2 separate regions of the Mus musculus genome follow, and region 2 is linked to region 1. The links are chromatin contacts, called in public Hi-C maps. All regions are on one chromosome and are shown on one strand. Each heading gives the region's core, a stretch centred on a gene start, on an enhancer-like site or on the middle of the called end of the contact. The rest is flanking DNA. Distances are from core to core; before and after follow the strand shown. Region 1 has its middle 9.6 kb from the start of Gm41290. Region 2 holds the start of 9430069I07Rik (RIKEN cDNA 9430069I07 gene).

Evidence for each region. A called contact is a pair of places that touch in the nucleus more often than the background predicts.
Region 2: a Hi-C map of the HPC-5 cell line shows a contact between it and region 1, with 3 times the contacts expected there. The contact joins the promoter of 9430069I07Rik here to the enhancer-like site in region 1. A contact is called at or near these places in 2 of 484 Hi-C or Micro-C datasets (the HPC-5 cell line and the N1E-115 cell line), 1 of 115 datasets of contacts at active chromatin or transcription factors (embryonic stem cells) and 1 of 9 other capture datasets (liver).

What each region holds. Positions count from the first base shown.
Region 1 is chr15:34,044,351-34,050,311 of GRCm38.p6, forward strand. No RefSeq gene overlaps it. Among named protein-coding and RNA genes, the nearest start is that of Gm41290, 9.6 kb to the left of the region's middle. Within about 2 kb of position 2,266, at least 197 of the 459 cell types and tissues checked have an H3K27ac peak or open chromatin away from gene starts, as enhancers often do. A contact at or near this core is called in the HPC-5 cell line and liver, where this site is marked.
Region 2 is chr15:34,355,276-34,361,236 of GRCm38.p6, forward strand. It overlaps 9430069I07Rik (RIKEN cDNA 9430069I07 gene), which reads right to left and starts at 2,597. Exons shown (of 4, transcript NM_001256161.1): 1 at 2,499-2,597; 2 at 1,075-1,158; 3 at 267-357. The coding sequence starts at 1,146. Matn2 (matrilin 2) reads left to right here. Exons shown (of 19, transcript NM_001358780.1): 4 at 288-410.

The sequences.
Region 1 (5,961 bases), core at 1,016-3,515:
ATGCAAAGTCAATTGATTTTTAATAATTTAACATATTTTTATATATTAAAAGTACAGAGGGACTCAGCGGGTAAGAGCACTGACTGCTCGGGCTGGTGAGATGGCTCAGTGGGTAAGAGCACCCGACTGCTCTTCCGAAGGTCCAGAGTTCAAATCCCAGCAACCACATGGTGGCTCACAGCCATCTGTAATAAGATCTGACTCCCTCTTCTGGTGTGTCTGAAGACAGCTACAGTGTACTTACATATAATAATAAATAAATCTTTAAAAAAAAAAAAAAGAGCACTGACTGCTCTTCAGAAGGTCCTTAGTTCAAATCCCAGCAACCACATGATGGCTCACAAACACACATAATGAGATCTGACGCCCTCTTCTGTTGCATCTGAAGACAAATACAGTGTACTTATTTATAATAATAAATAAATCTTTGGGCCAGAACAAGCAGGGGCTGAGCAAGCAGAGTTGACCAGAGAGAACAGGGCTGACCAGAGCGAGCAGAAGTCTTAAAAAGTTCAATTCCCAACAACCACATAAAAGCTCACAACCATCTGTACAGCTACAATGAATTCATATACATAAAATAAATAAATAAATCTTTAAAAAAAAGTACAGGACACTGATTTGGGTGGCTCACACCTTTAATCACAGAACTCAGAAGGCTGAAGGAGGGGAATCTCTTTGAGTTCCAGGAAGCCAGGATTAGCTAGTGAGGCTGTCTAAAATAAATAATACCACTTAACCATGTTATTGTGAAGATTTCATGGGGTCTCCAGGAAAGGGCCCAAGAACAGTATCTGACATACTGACATATAGTATAGCAAGCTCTCAGTAGCTTTTAGCTACCAATAGTATGTAATCTCATTGCCTTTTATTTATTATTTCAAAATAGGGTTTCTCTGTATACTAGCCCTGGCTTTCCTAGACTCACTTTGTAGACCAGGCTAGCCTCAAACTCACAGAAATTCCCCTGCCTCTGTTGAGATTAAAGGTATGCACTACCATGCTTAACCTCTCATTACCTTTTAAAAGTAACATATATAAGTATGTATGAATGTATGTATGTATGTATTTGAACATGAGAACTCTCTAGGAAAAAATATGGAATTGTTTTGAGATCTGGTTAATATAGTAGCACACAGTTTTGTGATCATTTCAGAGGAAATTCTGATGGTGATGCTGTACATTCAGACGCTAAGCACAGGTACGGAACAATGACTTACATGTCTCTAAGAAAAAAATAAAGTCCAGAAAGTAACTGCTTTGATAGCATGGGGACCTGAGTTATAATCCCATCACCTGTGTTAGAGCCAGATGCAGTGATGCACATCTGTAGCCCAGCAACACACACACACACACACACACACACACACACACACACACACACACACACACTGTAAGACTCCGGGGAGCCTTACCTTACTGGGGACCCCCTGAGTGAACCACGGAGAGCCAATATTGATGCAAAAAGCAAGAGGAATTTATTGTTCCAGTGCACTAGGGTTGTCCCAGACCCAAAGGAGAGACTGTGACCCCTAGCAACCATTCGGCAAGTTTTTATATGGTTTCCAGGGGCAGAATGGAGCATCAGCAACTAGGCACAATATGATTAGCTGAACAGTGCACTCTTTAAATTGATTGGTCTTTAGGGAATGAGGTGACAAGGACTTCCCTCATCTGAAAGTGGACAATGGTCTGTCCTGCAAAATGTGTCCCCACCTGCAGGTCGGTTCTGCCCTGTTGTCTGAAAAATGTTAATTAGACTCGCCCTTCTGAAGGGGCAAGTGTTTCATGACCTTCCCAAAGTTTTTAAGCTGACCCTTTCAACACCACATGCTCAAACTCTGGGGAGAGGGGGCAGAGGGGGCAGAGGGGAAGGAGGAAGGGGGAGTAAACAAAGAAGTTTTACTTAGAGCCATTTACTTAATGAAGATAAGTTATTATTTTAAAATAGAAGTCTACAGTAGAGCTAATAATTTTCCTTTTTCACATTTTCCTGATTTCATTAACACTCAGAGTTTGAGTAAGCCTTTGTCCCAGAGCCCCACCCCTAACTGCAATACACACACACACACACACACACACACACACACACACACACACACACTGCCCAGGCCGGTGGTGTGGTTTCACCCTAGTCATGGGAGTCGGGTATTCCCCCTCCCAGCCCTCTAAAAATAGGACAAAACAGGATCCCTCCCACCCCACTACTTCCTTTCTTCTCATCACAAACACTCCACACTACTCTAGGTTTGAAAACAAGGAAGTCCCTGATTAACTGCGCCAGACACACCATTCCTCCCTTCTCTGTCACCATTTCCCTTTTTGCTCTGCTGAGATAAAAGAATGTCCCTGCACCCGCCCTGACGGCCCCTTACTTTTTCATTGTCTCTCATGAGCCTTGCCTTCCCAACTAGCAAGTTCCTCCAGAAATCAAGAATCATGTTTCAAAATCCCCACCTCCACAGAGTGGCCTGCCAAGAAAACTCAACTTGTCCAACTTCTGAGCTTTGTGGTATTGGCTTCAGCTCCTCCTGACCCCACTCCACTCAGTTGTTGGAATAAACTTGATATGAATATTATCTCAATTTCTTTTTAAACACTTGTTCTCGTTGCTAAGAACAAACAGATGACACTCAGAAGGAGGCCACTACATCCTAACCTTTGGAAGTGAACACATGGCAAGTTGTCAGAACTGAGTCAGAAATGTCTGTCCCCCTTCTGCCGGAATAAAGAGGCCAGGGTTCTGCTGGCATGGGGAAATCAGCAGAGCAGCCACTGGCTACAGCACAGGGCAGTTTTTGCATCTGCTGAATGATGAAAGGGATCTACAACAATTGCTACAGCAGCTGTACTTTTCCTTAGCCAATACAAGAAATCCCCTAAAATGAATTACTATTAATACAATGTGCAGATAAGATAATGGCAGAATTTAGTAATGCATAAAATGTAGCAAAACATAACTTCTGATTTTCTCTAATACACCTTAGAAATTTAGGTTATGTTGACAAAAAAAAAATCACATTTATACTGGATAGGTGTGAACCTTTAACCCCAGAAACACTCCAGGAGCAAAGATTTCCCTACTAGTTAGTTTAAGGCCAACCTGGTCTACATATTGAGTTTCAAGTCAGCTAGAGCTACATAATATTATCCTCCATCAAAAGAGGAAAAAAAAAGCATTGATTTGTTATCTCTTTGTGGGGGAGAAGGTCAGAGAACAATTTGAAAGAGTGCTCTCTCTTCTTCAAATCATTCAGGTTCCAGGGTTTGAACTGAGGTCATCAGACTTAGCAGCAAGTGCCTTTATCTGCTGAGTCATCATATAACCCTCTAATTTGACAATCTCTTTAATAGACCTTATATTGCTTTATGTTCACCTCACAGAATTCCTTCCAGTCAGGAAAATAAACATGGAGCTCATGTTAAAGATTTATTCATGGCACTGGTAGCATAGAGGAAGAGGGCTTTGCCACAGACAGTTCAAAGCATTTATTATCTACTTAGAAAAACACAGAAATAACAATCACTCTCAGAAAAGCTGGAGGTAACATATAAACAAGCATAATACCAAAGGTCTGTAATTATTTTTTTATAATACCTTTAAATTTGAGTGGCCAGATAGAATCCTATTAATAGTTATTAATATTTGAAATAATTTTTAGAATAAGAATGCCCTATGTTTTTTTTTTTTTTTGGTTTTGTTATTGTTGTTGTTGTTTCGAGACAGGGTTTCTCTATAGCCCTGTCTGTCCTGGAACTCACTTTGTAGACCAGGCTTGCCTCGAACTCAGAAATCCACCTGCCTCTGTCTCCCGAGGCCCTATGTTTTAAAAACATGTTTTCATTGTGTATCTGAAACTAAGGTTTAACTGGGCATCCTGTATTAATATTTGCTAATTCTGACAACCTTAAAGTTGAGAAATGTAGAGTACAGAAAAAGATCCTAGGCCAGTGGAGTTGGTCAGACAAGCTTCCTGGAGAATGCAGGTTTTAAGGCAGCTGCCTGAGGACAGCTTGAGATGGAGACAGAGAACGTTGCATCTGAAGGAAGGTCATGTCCTTGACACTGAAATGGAAGTGAACAAGTAATTCCTGGTTGGGATGGTGACCAAACTGGCTTAGCTGGTTCCCTGGATGGATGAGAACTACAAACTCCAATGTGAGAGATCCTCTCGCTACCTTTGTTTCTTCTATGTGAGCAATCTTCTGGTTGGACTTTTTTCTATGGGGTTTGTGAAAAAAAAAAGATAATGTTGCTATTATTCACAGTGATATAATTTTTACTGGGTTCTCTATATAAACCAAGACCAATTATCAACAGTGTGGACACAGAAGCATTTCTCTTTACAAGTTATACATATGTATATTAACATTAGCCTTGCATTGGGTACACATCTTTTTTATTTTATTTTATTATATTATATTTTATGTGCTTTGGTGTTTTGCCTAAATGTATGTTTGATGGTGCCAGATATCCTAGAATTGGAGCTACAGCCAGGTATGAGCTGCCGTGAGAGTGCTGGGAATTGAACCCAGCTCCTCCAGAAGAGTAGCCAGTGCTTTTAACCTTTGAGCCATCTCTCCAGCCTGCATGGATATACATCTTAATGACCAAAAATGATTTAAATGATTTTGAACAGGGTATGTGTCTACAGTTCCAGAAGGCAGACATGGGAAAACTACAAGAAAAATCATAAGTCTGAGATCAACCTGGGCTATGTGGTGAAAGACATCCTATCTCATGATGGAACAATTTCTGAGATGTGCGTACGTGTGTGTGTGTGTGTGTGTGTGTGTGTGTGTGGTGTGTGCATGTGCGACTGTGAGAGTGAGAGAGAGAGAGAGAGAGAGAGAGAGAGAGAGAGAGAGAGAGAGAGAGAGGAGAGAAATCCAATAACAGTCTCAGTGTTCTGATACCTGCTGATACTTGGGAATGCTTTTTGGTTTAGGTCAGGAGGATTCGGGGTTAAAACTGAAGTCTTTGCACTGAAGGAGCAAACCTAAGAATAAAGAGGATTACTCTCAGGTGCTAAGAAACCACTAAGTAAATAGAGGTATAAAGAAATAAAATTCCAAACCGGGTGTGGTGGCACATGCCTTTAATCCCAGCACTTGGGAGGCAGAAAAAGGAATATTGAGCCTTTCAAGAACTGAAAACAAAGGCAAATTGCTTGTAGATAGGCCAAAAGACAAATGGTCCTTAAGGGAATATGAATTTGAATAGGAAAATTTTAACAATAGAGAACAGACTGCCTCTTAGATTCATGATGTATGAAGGTTGATACAATTCGAGAAGCCATCACAGGACGTTGGCACAGGCCCAGCTGGCCTGCCAGGAAGACCATCTGGATGGGACGGAAATGTCTACTACACATTGGCCAGACGGACATGAGCCCTGGGGTGTTTATAATTGTAGAACTACCAGATAAGGTTGATGAGGAGCACCATCAACCCCAAATCACAAGGTCTCCCAAAGACCGAAGCCAGTTTGAGATATGAAAGGAGACTTTTCAGAAACAATTAGCTCAGCTGAGAATAAATTATTACCAAGTTCTTGAACTTGACCTGAAGTTCATCCCTGGTCTGATTAAGGCCAATCCTACCTTTTCCCTGCACGTAGCTCAGCAAAGCTCTCACTATCACTCTGCTTCAATCTGGAGTTTCAGACACTAACTCCGACTTGAAATATAGCTTTGAAGTTGAAAATTGTTATCTCCTTGAACATTCTGCTGTGGGAGAAAATCACTCCCAGAGTGTAGTAGAGACCAGATCAATTTAATTTTTCACTCTTTCAGGAAACAGAGAGAAATATTTGAAAGGTTTTTAAGGCAGCAGAGATAAAATATTTAGCAGTTTAAAAAGTGATTTTTTTTTAAACATCTAATTTTATTCTTAGAGAAAGGGAATGTGGCGTTTGAATGAGAACAGGCCCATATGTCTGTGTTTGAATGCTTAGTCCCC
Region 2 (5,961 bases), core at 1,347-3,846, 310 kb after region 1:
AGGTGTTAAGATGAACCTGGAATTTGTGGATTTGTAGGCCAAAAACCATACAGAATAAGCAATGTCATATAGTTCACCCTAACATCATTCCTCTTTCACCTTACGTGGTCCTTTATTTATCTGACTGTCAACTTTAGACAGAGAACCTCCCTGCTGAAAGGGACGTCAGATTCTATCGCTTTGGGTTCAAGCCTCTTCTTCACATGCTCGCAATGCATATTTGCTGCACAGACTGAGGCTAAGGGAAGGTGCCACTGCTCACCCACCTTCTTTGTCTTCCTTTGCAGCAGTCCACATGTGCAGCGTCTTGGAACACAACTGTGCCCACTTCTGCCTCAACACACCTGGCTCGTACATCTGCAAGTGCAAGCAAGGGTACATTCTCAGCACGGATCAGAAGACTTGCAGAAGTAAGGCCACTTTGCTGATGTGTCAGTGTTGCTTGCTCTTTAGCTAGGTGTGTCTTTTTTTTTTTAATGCATGCCCATGTGTTATAATTTTATTCAGCCATAAGGAACATAATCATGTCATTTGAAGAAAATGAATAGAACTGAAAAGCATCATGTCAAACAAAATAAGAAAATAAGACATAGTATACTACATGCTTTCTCTCATAAGCAGAATATATATATATATATATATATGAGAGTTTATCTTTCTGCACCATTTCAAACATTATCAAACATTATCTTTTCACATGACAAGAAGATATCTGCAAAATAGCAGTAAGTTAAACCAACTTGACAACTGTGCAAAATTTTTTTAGCTAGGTGTGTCTTATTCACCCATAGTCCCTCTCCCAACCTACCTGCCACCTCCTCAGAGCTGGAAACAGCTTTTGTATTTCCCGGTATTACCCCCTCACCCACCACAGTGCCTAAGCCTGGCTCATAGTAGGTCACTAGGCAATGTGTGAAAGGTTGGTGGAGATGCTGTCTTTGAGAAGCAGTCCCTCTCACATCTACTGCCTCTTGGTGGAAGCTTTCCCACCCTGACTTTATTAGCTGGGCCCTATGGAGCCATTTCTCTCTTTTATCTTCTTCCCAAAGCATGGACTAAGGATGAGATATTGACCTCAGTAGTCAAGCATTGTGCACGCCCCATCCTAGAGATACGCAGGGATCCGGCTGCTTTAGTGATAGACATTTTATGGTTCTCCTAATTTAAAAAGAAAACAAAAAGGACAAACAGATATAAAGCATTAGAATTATTAGAACTTATGGTGTTCTTCTCTGGCCCAGTTCCCAAAACTAGACAACACACTGATATTTAAGCCAGCAGGAGGTACCCTGGCCTTTCGGGAATTAACCATATAGTAAGTGTATGCCCATCCTCTTCTTCCTCCTCCTTGTCCTCCTCCTTCTCCTTCTCTGTAAGTTGTAACTATAACCACTATTTTAACCACATACAACCCAACTGAGCACACAAGGCCTGGGAAGACTGGCTGCAAGGAAGCGAAGAGAACTCAGCTAAGTCTGACGTGTAGTTCATGCAATGCAAAATTGTTACAATACCACACGGAGAGCAATTAAACGCTAATGGAAAGCAGTTTGCACAAATGTCTGTAATTAGCACTGCATTTAGAAAGCCAAACCACAGTTTCCACTTCTCGTCTCACTTCTTGTTTTCAGCACTGAGCAGTTAATGGAAGGACCTCCCTGTCCCACTGTCAACTTGATTCTCTGTTCTGGGGCTCCTCTGTGACCCCAGGACTCCTGGAACCTTTGACACTCCCTCAGGTTCCCCAGCAGAAGTCAGTCACAGCAAATATTCACAGGTTTAACAGAATTCGCTGACAAGCCAGGGAGTCTGGAAGGGTCATCTAGAATAGTCTCACACATCTCTTGTTCACCTTGTCCTCTTCAGGTGTGTTCAGCCATCATGCCCACCCCTTTTCTGCTTTCTCCTCTTTGAGGAGCATAAAATATTCTCTGTGTCTCATGCCCGGTGATTGGCTGGGGCCTGGGAAGCTGCCAGTGCCTATTTTCTATGGGCTGGCTTAGCCATGCCAGATGAATTCTGACACCAATAAATAAATAAATTAATTAACTAATTAAACTAAAGAGCTTTTCTTCCTTCAATTTCACAAGCAGTCTTTGTCAGTCCTGCCCAGCCCAGCATAGGCCTGGTATTCCCAGACTCCTCTCATCCTGAGGGAAGTGCCTAGGCTTAGGGAAAAAAGGAAGGACCCAAGCAGAGCTCTGCCTAGCACTGTGGCATCAAAGAGCTCAAAGCAGAGGCTACCTGGGCTTTGAACAGGCAACTAGGTGCAGGATAGGGAAGTCCACTAAAGGAAGGACAGAAGCCTAGAGTAAAGGCTCTTAAATTCAAGAGTGACAAATGGATCAGAGAGCAACTCCCAGAGTCCTCGGAGACTCCAACTCTACAATCCAGTGTCTCCCTTTGTTTGTCCTTTTTCACAAAAAGATGTTGATTTTACTTTATGTGTATGCATGTTTTACCTGAATGAACGTCTGTTCACAGCATGTACCACATACCTGTGGAGGCCAGAAAGGATGTCAGATCTTCTGGAACTGAATTTATAGATGGTTATGTGCTGCCACGTTGGTTCTAAGACCCAAACTTGGGTCCTCTGCAAGAACAACCGTGCTCTTAATGCTGAGCCATCATTCCAGCTTCCTCTTCCTACTTCTCTCTTCCTCTTACTACTCCTCCTCTTACTCTTCCTCCTCCTCTTACTCCTCCCCCTCTTACTCCTCCTCCTCCTCTTGCTCCTCCTCCCCTTCTTACTCCTCCTCCTCCTCTTACTCCTCCTCCTCCCATTCCTTCACCTCCCCAAAACATACTGTTATTTATAATTACAGGTGTCATAGAAGCCAAAGGTATTATTTTCACTGTGATCTAGAGTGGTTGCGAGCCACCTTATATGGGTGCTGTGAATTGAACTCAGGTCTTTGACAAGAGCAATACATGTTCTTAGTCTCTAAATTATCTCTCCAGCCCTCCTCCTTTTTTTGACACTTAGTTTCACTAAGTGAGTGAAACTAGAAGCCTCTGTCCTCTTGAGTTTGGGGGTTTCAGGTTTAGTTTCAGAGAGCTTCTGCCCGATTGTTTCTGCCCTTTGAGGTCCTATAACCTTGGGCAGTAAGGGTTTGGGGAAGTGTCTAGCCAACACTAAGTTAGGGGAAGTTAGGGGAGACACACTTGGAAAAATGTGGCTGCTGAGCCTTGTCTTCTGCCCAGGCCTAGTTATCCTGAGCCATTACCAGAACCTTCAGCACCAGAGGTAAAGGTGCACACTTCCTTCTCAGAAGCAAATCATACTGTCTCAACTGAATTTCTGAAATGGGGTTTGTGAGACTAACAGGGCCATTGTCGTCCATAGGTTTCAATTTGGACCCTGACATTATCATCTTCAGGTTGTGGCTGCCTCAGCCAGACCTGCTTACTTAAACTCTTTGACCCTCAGTTTCCTCACTCACTAAATGGGAACAATGATCACAACACTGGGAACTTACACCGCTGTTTGAACTACGACAATCCATGTGCTGAGCCCTTGGTGACAATGGCTGTGTGAAGGCTAAGCTGAACCAGCCAGACCTCTGTCTACATGCTGCCTCCCTGCTGACACTAGTACAAGACTCCTGGGTGAAATGAGACACAGCTACGCACCATTTGATTAACATCCCACTGACTGTTAATCCTCCATGCCGTTGGCTGTACACAAAATGTGGGAAGGTCCCTGAGCCACTGCCTTGCCACACAGACACACATTACAGATTAAAGTATACTTTCCTTGCTGCTTTCTATGTATACTCTGCTTTTGTGGAGAGAGGGGACAGTCATAGGTGATTCATAGATTCGCAGAGTGTCATGGACATCCATCTCAAAGTACTAGCTCCCTTTCCCATGCAAATGGAGAACTTTCTATCTCCTGTGGTGTCCAGGTGAGAAATGGATCTAGAGAAGCCAATTATGTACTGCAAAGCACCTGGATCCTAGACACCCTGTGTTATCATGTGAGCTGAAATCTTATTCTGGCATTTCTACTTTTGATCCTATTTGTACCCTCTGAAGCCTTACTCTAGATACATGAATAACCTTTCAGGTATGGAAAACTATTCATACCTGATCCACCCTGGGCCACTAATGTCTCTTTTTCAGAGGATATATAACCTCATTTTAGGTGACCTGGTTTGGGGCATTTTGAGCGTCTAAGTAACATCAGCTTAGTGAACACCAATTATTGCAAAGTCCCCTCCCATTCAAAACTAGATCAAATGCATTAGAGCTCACTTTCTGAGTTCCACTCATGGAATGGTCTATATTGCTGATTCTTTATGCCTTTCAAAGGGCTTTCCCTACCCAGCATTATCATATGAGACATTGACTGTAAAAGTACTTTTATTTGCCTGAAGTAATTGTTGTCTTGAAGGCTTACTGCTGAGTAAGCTCACCCTTTCTACTGCTTTCTGAACTCTGGCTGGTAGTTCTACTCAGCTGTTGTAGCTCAAACATCTCTGTAAGCTGACTGACTCAATCTGACTTCTCTTTGCTTCTCGCTGAATTGCTCTGCTTGGACTCAAACTAACTCTGGCAATCTGTTCTAATCTTTTGGCTTCTTTTTATTCTCTGGCTTTATCTTTCCCAACTCCACTACACTGCACTCACTGCACTGACTCTCAGCTGACTGACTCTCTGTACTGCTCTTGAGTAGCCTCCCTTTTCTGCCTGTTCTCATGAGAGCTGGGCATTTCCTATCTCTGACTTATTCTGTCAAATCTTTCTCTGATTCATCATATTGTCTGCCCTTCAATTAGATGTCACTTTCAAACAAGGATGTTTCCTCTTACTAATTAACCTCACCTACATTGTTTGGGATTAAAGGTCTACACTAAGGACATGTCTGTATTCCAGGTAGAAGGATCAAAAGTATGTGGTGTATCTGTATTCTGTATGGATCATATAGACCTAGAATGTCTCTGGATGTGATCAGAGCTGGATTAAAATTTGTCTGCAATTTATAGATGTGTTAGAATAGTGCTAGAGTGGTGAACACTTAAAAAGATATGTATGGAAAAGCCTCATGTGTTCCTACACACCCACATCTGCTCTCCATCTCTGTTTGAATTACTTTTCCACTAGTAAGACCTCTTTCTTCCTCACCCCCATCTCAGGTTTTTGGAAACAAGGTCTTTCTATGTAGTATTCCCTGGCTACCCTGGAACTCACTCTGTAGCCCAGGCTGGCCTCAAACATGGGTCAATCTCCCCACTCTCTGCTTCCCAAGGGCTGGGATTACAGGTATGTATCATCATACCCAACTTAATTTTTTTAATTTTAAATTATTTTATAATTTTACATGTATGTGTGTATATATATATGTATATATATATATATATATATATATATATATATATATACATACATACATACACACACACACACACACACACACACACACACACACACATACCACATCTGTCAGTGCCCATGGAAGCCAGAAGAGAACATTGGATTCCCTGGAACTGGAGTTACAGATAGTTGTGAGCTACTATGTGGGTGCTGGGAATCTAATCTGGATTTTCTAAAAGAGCAAACAGTGTTCTTAACTCCTGAGACATCTCTCCATACACCCACTACCCCCAACCTCCAACTTATCTTTTTTTATCCCTCGTCATCAGCCAAAGCAAGTCTTTAATTCTTTTTTCTTAATTTTTTAAATGCATTTTATACATCAAACATATTAATAATATTGAGTATTTTGATAATCAAATAATACATAAAAATTTGTTCAACTTTTATACTCATATCCTTCATACCCTAAAAATACCATAAATGAATGAAATACTATCCAAACTGAGGATTCTATATCTAATGTTGAATACAAATTGTTTCAAAACATGCAAAGTATTCTTGGGGAGTTAAGCATAGTACAAGAGCATAAAATATTAAAAATGAATCATTAACAGCCAGGCGTTGGTGGTGCATGCTTTTAAT